3 separate regions of the Pan troglodytes genome follow, and all the other regions are linked to region 2. Evidence: chromatin contacts called from public HiChIP or PLAC-seq data. All regions are on one chromosome and are shown on one strand. The core of a region is the stretch at or near the end of the contact, and the rest is flanking DNA. Distances in the headings are between cores, read along the strand shown.

Region 1 (3,219 bases), core at 396-2,895, 150 kb after region 2:
GTCAGAGCCATGTCTTCTCCCTGGAATGAGTTGAGGCCATTGTGTTCCTTCCGCTTGGAGCTATTTTCCAGGCTTCTGCTGGGGCCTGGGACAACTGCTCCCACCTCCTGACACCCTTCTCCCACTCTCCTAGGCATTCTGGACCTCTGGGTTGGGATCAGGGGTAGAAATGGAAAGGACGGAGCATAAACAGCAGGGTGGGCTTGTGGGGCCTGGGAGGGGCAATCCTCAAATGCGAGGTGGGGGCAGCACAGGAGGGCAGCCTCCTTCTGAGCTCCTGTCCCCTGCTACACCTATTATCCCAGCTGCCTAGATTCAGGGAAAGTGGGACAGCTTGTAGGGGAGGGGCTCCTTTCCATAAATCCTTGATGATTGACAACACCCATTTTTCCTTTTGCCGACCCCAAGAGTTTTGGGAGTTGTAGTTAATCATCAAGCGAATTTGGGGCTTCCAAGTTGTTCAGGCCAAGGACCTGAGACCTGAAGGGTTGACTTTACCCATTTGGGTGGGAGTGTTGAGCATCTGTCCCCCTTTAGATCTCTGAAGCCACAAATAGGATGCTTGGGAAGACTCCTAGCTGTCCTTTTTCCTCTCCACACAGTGCTCAAGGCCAGCTTATAGTCATATATATCACCCAGACATAAAGGAAAAGACACATTTTTTAGGAAATGTTTTTAATAAAAGAAAATTACAAAAAAAAATTTTAAAGACCCCTAACCCTTTGTGTGCTCTCCATTCTGCTCCTTCCCCATCGTTGCCCCCATTTCTGAGGTGCACTGGGAGGCTCCCCTTCTATTTGGGGCTTGATGACTTTCTTTTTGTAGCTGGGGCTTTGATGTTCCTTCCAGTGTCATTTCTCATCCACATACCCTGACCTGGCCCCCTCAGTGTTGTCACCAGATCTGATTTGTAACCCACTGAGAGGACAGAGAGAAATAAGTGCCCTCTCCCACCCTCTTCCTACTGGTCTCTCTATGCCTCTCTACAGTCTCGTCTCTTTTACCCTGGCCCCTCTCCCTTGGGCTCTGATGAAAAATTGCTGACTGTAGCTTTGGAAGTTTAGCTCTGAGAACCGTAGATGATTTCAGTTCTAGGAAAATAAAACCCGTTGATTACTATATTGGATTCTGACTGATTCTTTGGGGGTGTATTGGTTAACTGAAGACGGAAAGTGGGGTAATGGAATGCAAATGATTTCCAGGTCATCTCAGATTTAGGTAGAGGGTGTCAACCTCCTCCATTTTTAGGCATTTGGAAATCCAAACTTCTTGTGGGCAGAGTCGTAGAATAAACCACACCATTCATTCTACTCTTGCCCAGCCACTGTTTAACGCACCTGGGAAAGTTTTTTTTAAAAAAGGGTTTGCACAAGAAGTGGGGTGTGGGAGCATTGCCAGTATCGGCCACAGCCCAAGATGGCCATGAAGTGGGAGTTTGGAGGCTGGTTGTATAAACAATTTGACCCCAAAGTGCAAGTCAAATAATAGGATAACCCTTTCTCCTTGCTAATGCTAGGGGTACCTGCCACCCTTAGCTGGTGATGGGGTGGTAGGGGGAGGGGGTTGGTAGGGTGAAATCCCGCCAGTACTCCCTGAGTTAAGTGGAATGACTGGCTTAGATCATTTCTGTTTCCTTCCAGATCTGACATTTTGTAACTAGATCGGCTACTAGCATTGGAAGGGCCCACGTTTCATCCCTTCCTCTAGAAAGCCTACCGGCAGTTTTTGAATCTGCCCTGCCCCCACTCCAGCAGAGAAGGACAGGGAGAGCATTGGCGGTAGCCCTGTCTGGAAAGGGCGGCCCTTTGCCTTGAACAGGAAGCCACAACCACCTAGAAAATGGAGCCTTCTTCTCTAGAAACTACAATTCCCAGCGGCCTCCACGCAGAGCATGCGCGGGAATGTGCCAGGCGGGCCGGCCGAACCAACTTGCCTTTCGATTCCCGACATGCTTCATGGTGTGTTCCGGTTTCCTTGATTTCCTACCCCCGCCAAACTTCCTGTTTCCAGCTTTCTAGCGGCGGACTACAACTCCCAGCATGCTGAGAGGTAAGATTCGTGGTTGATCTTCCGTTTTACACTTGGACTACAACTCCCAGAAAGTCGACGGGCGTGGCGGGGGAGGGGACGCTGAGGGCCCATGTGCTGATAATCCGAAGTGCCGCGGAAAGTGGAGGTGAGGGCCGCCCGCCCTAGAGGTGCCCGTCCGAGAGGCAGGTGCGGGAAGAGCCTATCCTTTTCCCTGGCCATGGCTCAGTCGCCTCCCCAGGGTTTCTTTGCACCGGAAGTTTGGAGCGGGTGGGTGCTGAAGACAGCTAGGCCTTGGCGATGTCTGGGATGAGGCTGGTGGGGGAAGCCTTTGGAGCCGTGACCTGAGAGGGCAGACCTTCGACCCACTACATTGCACTGCGCCTTCAGAACATGCAGGCAAAACCCCACTGCGGGACGCTCACCAGCAGCATCTCCAGATTGTGGAGGGAAAGAAGGGAAGGATCTCGGGGGCATGCAAGCTGCTCTGGGCTGGGGTGGTTCAGACCTGGATTGACTGAGGTGAAGGGGCTCCTTGCAGCAATCACGCAGAAGGCTCGGGTCTTAAGATTGGCCCTACTCCTAGTCAAGCTGTATGAACCAGGGTAGTCACTCCGGCTTTCAGGGCCTTGATTTCCTTGTCTGTAAAAGGGACTTTACGATGCATCTGGCAACCTCACCTTCCTCACTGGGCAATGTGAAGACCAAATGCCGGCAATGAAATTCCCAGCATTAGGTTTGTCATATAGTAGTCCTCCCTAAGCATTTGTTGAATACTCACAGGAACACTTAGGCCAGTCAGCATTAATTGAAAATGACAGGTGGGTTTTTTGTTTGTTTGTTTTTGTTTCTTTTTCCGAAAATAACATCAGGCCTTTATACTGAGAAGTATAAAGAAGAAAAATGAGCCAGTATCTCACTGTTCAGATAAACCGTTAATACATATTTTTAAATGCACATGGTTAGAAAATGCAAACGTTACGGGAAGGAACAAAATGGAATTAACAGACCTCCCAAACAGTTCCTCTCCCCTAAAACAAGTACTTTGGTTTCTTGTTTCCTTTCCATAAATATAACTGTGCTGGAATATATATTTGTATATTTACCCCACAGGGATAATAATACATTATTTTGCACCTTGCTTTAAAATATTTAAAATAATTTAAATGACACCCACAACCCTGTAAATGT
Region 2 (2,939 bases), core at 58-2,557:
AACAGGCCCTATACCATGAGCTGGTTTTGAGTGGGGTTCAGAGATGAGCTCCCCCGTCTCCAGCCGTCCCCCTAGCACAAGGCCAGCTTAGGCCAGGGTTGAGAGCTGACACCCGGCCCAATCCTGCCCGAGCTGAGGCCTGGCTGAGCCTGGGAACCTCAGGCCAGCACAAGCTGTTCCTGTCCCCAGGGACTAGGGTCACAGCACAGCCCCAGGAGAGGCCACTCATAACAGGCCAGAACAGGGGAGTGGAGAGCAGCTACTGGAGGCTGGAGATGGGGGTGGGGGTGAAGGGTTGCCTTGCTGGGGCCTGGGCTCCTGGACCCCCCACACACCCACCTGGCCCTTAGCACAACTTCAGATCATCAGCCTGCCAAGTTTTCTGAGGATCCAGTTGCCCGGGACCTCAAGCTGAACCCCCAGTCCTCATAACTGGCAAAGATGTGAGAGCCAGGGACCGGCAAACCTGGGTCCTTCCCCTACATCCTCCCTCAAACATTCCTGCCGGTGGACAGAGAGATGACACTGATAATCTGTTTATCTAGCATCATTCAAAGCAGGAGACACGTTTTTGCTCACTTAAGCCTCACAACCCATGAGGTAGGCCCTATATTATTCTCCTTTAGAAATGAGAAACTGAGGCACAGAGGTCAGGCCTCTTGACCAAGACCCCACAGACAGTAAGCTGCAGAGTGGAGGGTGGCACTTAGGCAGTCTTGGCTCCAGTGTCGATGCTCTTGTGGCTACACTTCCCTTGAAAGCCAAGGACAGCACCCAGTCTTCTCTTCCCAACCCTGGGAGGGGGCAGTGGGCCAGGCTGCCCCTGACTCACAAAGTCCCGGGACCAGGGGCTTAGGGAACAACCTCGCTAGCATTTCATCTCATTTACATGTTCATTACGGAAGGGAACCCCCAACCCATCCTCTCTGGCCCCCTCCACTGTCCCCTTCCCCTCCTTCACGTCTCTCTCCATCAGTCCCTCTTTTCTACACTCCTGGGTCTGGGGCCTCAGACTCCAGTCGAGGAGGGGGACCGCAAGCCCTTTCCCCGGGGCAGGGTGGTCTCCGGGGCCGCACCACCGGGCCTCCCCTGCCAGGGGGCGCGCAGTCACTCACCTGCCTTGGGGCCCCGTCTCCCCTGCGGCCTGGGGTAGGAACCGCCGGGGTCTGCGAGGAGGAGGACTGGACAGCCGAGGACGGGGCGAGGGTCCCCGCTTCGAGCCCCAGCCTGACTGCGGGAGCGGCGGGGAGGCGGGACGCTGCTGATCGCAGGGCCGGGAGGGGCGCCGAGGGGCGGGGGGCAGGAAGGGGGTGGGAACTCGGGCCCTCGCCAAGGCAGGAAGTTTTGACAAGGAAACAGGAGCCGGGGGAGGGGAGATCCAGGCGCCCGGGAGGGAAAACTGTATTCTGGGTGGGATCACAGAGGCCGACTCTGCGCGGCCTGGGCCAGGAGCAGAGGGGGATAAGAAGGGGATGAGGAGGGGAGGTCAGCGCAGGGGCCCAGGGCCCCAGTCCCTCCCTAGCTTCCCCTCGTTGTGCGGCCTGGGTTACTTAACCTCTCGTGCCTCCGCTTTCCTATCTGCAAAGTGGGGTTGTGGGAAGGAATCAATGAGATCGCCTACGTCGGGCACTGTCCAGTGCTGCCCAGCAACCGTGATCTTATTAAGACCCCTCCCGGGCACCGCATCCCACTAGTCTCGGAGAGGCTGACAGGGCGAGGCCCCCCTCTCCTCCTGCCGCCCCTAATCGCACTGCGGAAGGCCGGGCGCGGTGGCTCATGCCTATAATCCCAGCACTTTGGAAGGCCGAGGCCGGCCGATCGTGGAGCCCAGAGTTTGGAGACCAGCCTGGCCAACATGGCGAAATCCTGTCTCTACTAAAAATACAAAAATTAGGGCCGGGCGCCGTGGCTCAGGCCTGTAATCCCAGCACTTTGGGAGGCCAAGGAGGGAGGATCATTTGAGGTCAGGAGTTAGAGACCAGCCTGGCCAACACGGTGAAACCCCGTCTCTACGAAGAGTACAAAAAAAATTGCCGGGCGTGGTAGTGGGCGCCTGTAATCCCAGCTACTGGGGGAGGCTGAGGCAGGAGAATCGCTGGAACCCAGGAGACGAAGGTGGCAGTGAGCCGAGATCGTGCCACTGCACTCCAGCTTCGGCGACAGAGCACAGCTCCGTCAAAAAAAAAAACGCGCCAGGTGTAGTGGCGCGCACCTGTGGTCTCGGTTTACTGGGGAGGCTGAAGAGGAAGGATCGCTTGAGCCTAGGAGGTCGAGACTGCAGTGAGCCAAGATCCTGCCACTCCACTCCAGCCTGGGCGACAGAGCGAGACCCTATCTTAAAAAAAAGAAAGAAAAAAAAAGAAAAAAAAGTCACACCGCGGGAGGGTGTGACCCTGGGAAGCATTCTCCGCCTCTACCCGCCCCGCCTCCGGCCCACACCCAGCAGCGCGTAAGCAACTCCTAAGCCCACCGAGTCCGGTGCGAGCGCCACCTCGCGGCTAGCATCCGCTTCCCAGAGCCCCACAGCCGGGGGACCGGACCTGGGAGCCCTTCCCCGCCTGATAGCAATGAACATTAGCTTTCGCCGTGGTCAGCCCTTCAGGCGTATTGCCTCATTGAATCCTTCACTCGAGATTGGTTTCATCATTATGTCCTTTTACATATGGCGAAACCGACGTCCTGAGCGGCTTAGGACACTAATTAGTGGCAGAAGCACTATTTGGTTTGGTTTTGAGACGGAGTCTTGCTCTGTCTCCCACGCACGATCTCAGTTCACTGCAACCTCTGCCTCCCGGGTTCAAGCGATTCTCCCGCCTCAGCCTCCTGAATAGCTGGGATTACAGGCGCGCGCCCACACGTCAGGCTAATTTTTGTATTTTTAGTAGAGATGGGGTTTCACCATCTTGTCCAGGCTGGTCTCGACTTCCTGGGCTCAGGCG
Region 3 (3,306 bases), core at 765-3,264, 220 kb after region 2:
GCCTGTAATCCCAGCACTTTGGGAGGCCAAGGCGGGTGGATCACCTGAGGTCAGGAGTTCAAACCAGCCTGGCCAACATGGTGAAACCCCATCTCTACTAAACATACAAAAATTAGCCTGGCATGGTGGCAGGCATCTGAAATCCCAGCTACTTGGGAGGCTGAGGCAGGAGAATCACTTGAACCAGGGAGGCGAAGGTTGCAGTGAGCCGAGATCACATCACTGCACTCCAGCCTGGGCAACAGAGCAAGACTCCCTCTCAAAGATAAAAATAAAAATAAAAGAAAGAGAGGAGGAGATTCCAAGCAAGCTCTGCTGGCCACAACTCTGGGGAGCCCTCAGCCCAAACCAAACAGCAGGATTTATGAGGTAATGCAAGGTTGAAGGAGCCTGGGCATCCCAGATCCTCAGCCTCCCGGCCTGCACTGACTCTCAGTCAATGTCCTGTCACTAACCCCTCCCTGGCCTCTATTCTACATATTGGTGGTGAATTCCAAAGCCCCATTGGCCTGGGGACAGGGATGGGGTCCTTGAGAGACTCCTCAAGGGGAGGGAATATTGGAGGGATGACTTCCTGGTTATTGACCTGGCTGTACCCTCTACCCAGAAAACCCTCTCCATCCTCTGTGCTGCCTGGCTCTGTCCCCAGCACCTTGGAGGCTGATTAAGTATTGTAGTCATCTTTTTATGTTTACCTCCACCACCAGACTATGAGTGCCCATCACTGTTGACCTCACATCACCAAACTATAAGCATTTCCAGGGCTAGGACAGAGTTCCTGCAATCTCTTTGGTGCTGACACATAGTAGGTACTCAATTAACACTTGAGCTAAATTGGATTTAGCAGCTTGATCAGAAACGCCTTCCCCAAAGATCCCCTCCGTCTCATTATCCCTGCATCTCCTCCCCAGCCCTACTTCTCCTTCACTGTAAATCCCCCAAATCCCACCTGTCCTTTACCTCCCAGCTCAAGGATGCACTCCGTCCAGAAAGCCTTCCCTACTACTCTCACCCTTGGTGAGCTCTCTACTTCATAAACTGTAGAATCTTTAAAAGGTTGTTTTGAAGATTAAGTCAGATCATGGAAGTAAAATATTGGAACACGACTGGGCACAACATAAAGGCTGGATAAACTTGGGCTAGTCGTTAGGAAGGAAAAGAATGGCCTCTTCCTGCTGCTTCCACTTCTGAAAGCCGCCAGAGGGCGTCCACTACCCAACATTCCCTGGCAGGGGGTGCGGGAGAAGGGGCCCTTCCCCAAGAACAGAACTTCCTAAAGCGGATGTTTGAACCTCGCAGTTATACAGAAGACTTGTAGGAAGGATGGACAAACGTTCTTAAGCCCATGACGGCCCTTAACCTGGTCGCTCCCTTTTCTGATGGAGACTCAGGCAATAGCGTGTGTGTGTGTGTGTGTGTGTGTGTGTGTGTGTGTGTGTGTGTGTATCCGTGTGTCCTAATATCAGACATTTGTTCTTGTTTTCCAGGCAGCGTCTCTCTAGCTTCTTTCTGCAATGCTGTAGTACTCTCTCCAGTATTTCAGGAGGAGGAGCATTTGCTATTTTAAAAACAAAAAACAAAAACCTGGCCACATCCATTTTTTTCAGCAGCTATGCGATTTCCATCATTGCTCCCATTTTATGGATGAGGAAACTGAGTCTTAGAGGAATTCAGTAAGTGATACCTCTCTCGGATGTGTTGAGTAACTGAGACTGCACTCCCTCCCAGGCTGGAACGTCCTGGCACTCCCACCCCCACAGGCTCAGTTCTGTGCATTATCTGCCTTTTTCGGGGATTGTGACCCTTCTTCACAGCCTCCTCCCTCAGAAAGCCACCACCATCAGATCCGATTCTCCATGGTACAGCTTCTTCTTTGGTTCCACTCTCCAGCACCCTGGGGAAGCAGGGACAGAGGCTGCTGCCACTCTCTGACCTCTAAGGGGTTAAGGCCTGGGTCCCGCCCCTCTTCCCGCCCGCCTGGCGGGAGTATGAATAGCCTCGCTCCCACTCCCGACTCTCAGTCGCTCAGGCTACTCCCACCCCGCCCCGCCCCGTCATTGTCCCCGTCGGTCTCTTTTCTCTTCCGTCCTAAAAGCTCTGCGAGCCGCTCCCTTCTCCCGGTGCCCCGCGTCTGTCCATCCTCAGTGGGTCAGACGAGCAGGATGGAGGGCTGCATGGGGGAGGAGTCGTTTCAGATGTGGGAGCTCAATCGGCGCCTGGAGGCCTACCTGGCCCGGGTCAAGGCGCTGGAGGAGCAGAATGAGCTGCTCAGCGCGGAGCTCGGGGGGCTCCGGGCACAATCCGCGGACACCTCCTGGCGGGCGCGTGCCGACGACGAGCTGGCGGCCCTGCGGGCCCTCGTTGACCAACGCTGGCGGGAGAAGCACGCGGCCGAGGTGGCGCGCGACAACCTGGCTGAAGAGCTGGAGGGCGTGGCAGGCCGATGCCAGCAGCTGCGGCTGGTCCGGGAGCGGACGACGGAGGAGGTAGCCCGCAACCGGCGCGCCGTCGAGGCAGAGAAATGCGCCCGGGCCTGGCTGAGTAGCCAGGCGGCAGAGCTGGAGCGCGAGCTAGAGGCTCTACGCGTGGCGCACGAGGAGGAGCGCGTCGGCCTGAACGCGCAGGCTGCCTGTGCCCCCCGCTGCCCAGCGCCGCCCCGCGGGCCTCCCGCGCCGGCCCCGGAGGTGGAGGAGCTGGCAAGGCGACTGGGCGAGGCGTGGCGCGGGGCAGTGCGCGGCTACCAGGAGCGCGTGGCACACATGGAGACGTCGCTGGGCCAGGCCCGCGAGCGGCTGGGCCGGGCGGTGCAGGGTGCCCGCGAGGGCCGCCTGGAGCTGCAGCAGCTCCAGGCTGAGCGCGGAGGCCTCCAGGAGCGCAGGGCAGCGTTGGAACAGAGGTTGGAGGACCGCTGGCAGGAGCGGCTGCGGGCTACTGAAAAGTTCCAGGTGAGGAGGTTGAGGGCCTGGGTGAGAGAAAGTCCCAGAACGCTCCAGAAAGTCCCTTATGAAGCTCAGAGACCTTCTGGGAAGGGAGTGGGGCTAGCTGGCTGCTGAATCAGGAGCCAGTTCTCAGAAACCTGGTGCCACACGTCCTAGACTTTTACAGCCCGTCTAGTGTAGGATGCGAATGGTGGGGCTTCTCGAAGCACATCCCGGGTGGGCAGTCAGGCCCAAGACCCGTTGCAGCAGCCCCGCCACTCTCTGGATGGCACCTTCTGGCTCTGATGATGACTGGGGCTCCGGGCCCCTTCCCAGGCTCTGGTATTACTAGGAGGACACCCAGCACTGTCGCCTCTGCGCTGAATCT

What was found. HiChIP or PLAC-seq counts read pairs in DNA pulled down with a chosen protein or histone mark.
Region 1: an H3K4me3 HiChIP or PLAC-seq map of stem cell-derived excitatory neurons shows a contact between it and region 2, with 6 times the contacts expected there. The contact joins the promoter of MRPL24 here to the promoter of PEAR1 in region 2. A contact is called at or near these places in 1 of 7 Hi-C or Micro-C datasets (stem cell-derived neural progenitor cells) and 1 of 1 datasets of contacts at active chromatin or transcription factors (stem cell-derived excitatory neurons).
Region 3: a contact with region 2 is called in an H3K4me3 HiChIP or PLAC-seq map of stem cell-derived excitatory neurons, with 8 times the contacts expected there. The contact joins the promoter of NES here to the promoter of PEAR1 in region 2. A contact is called at or near these places in 1 of 1 datasets of contacts at active chromatin or transcription factors (stem cell-derived excitatory neurons) and 1 of 1 other capture datasets (stem cell-derived neural stem cells).

What each region holds. Positions count from the first base shown.
Region 1 is chr1:92,455,747-92,458,965 of NHGRI_mPanTro3-v2.0_pri, forward strand. It overlaps MRPL24 (mitochondrial ribosomal protein L24), which reads left to right and starts at 1,646. Exons shown (of 6, transcript XM_003949609.5): 1 at 1,646-2,049. It overlaps HDGF (heparin binding growth factor), which reads left to right. Exons shown (of 7, transcript XM_063796866.1): 7 at 1-1,119.
Region 2 is chr1:92,304,883-92,307,821 of NHGRI_mPanTro3-v2.0_pri, forward strand. It overlaps PEAR1 (platelet endothelial aggregation receptor 1), which reads right to left and starts at 1,308. Exons shown (of 24, transcript XM_016929509.3): 1 at 1,116-1,308.
Region 3 is chr1:92,519,438-92,522,743 of NHGRI_mPanTro3-v2.0_pri, forward strand. NES (nestin) reads left to right here and starts at 2,015. Exons shown (of 4, transcript XM_003308514.6): 1 at 2,015-2,945. The coding sequence starts at 2,163.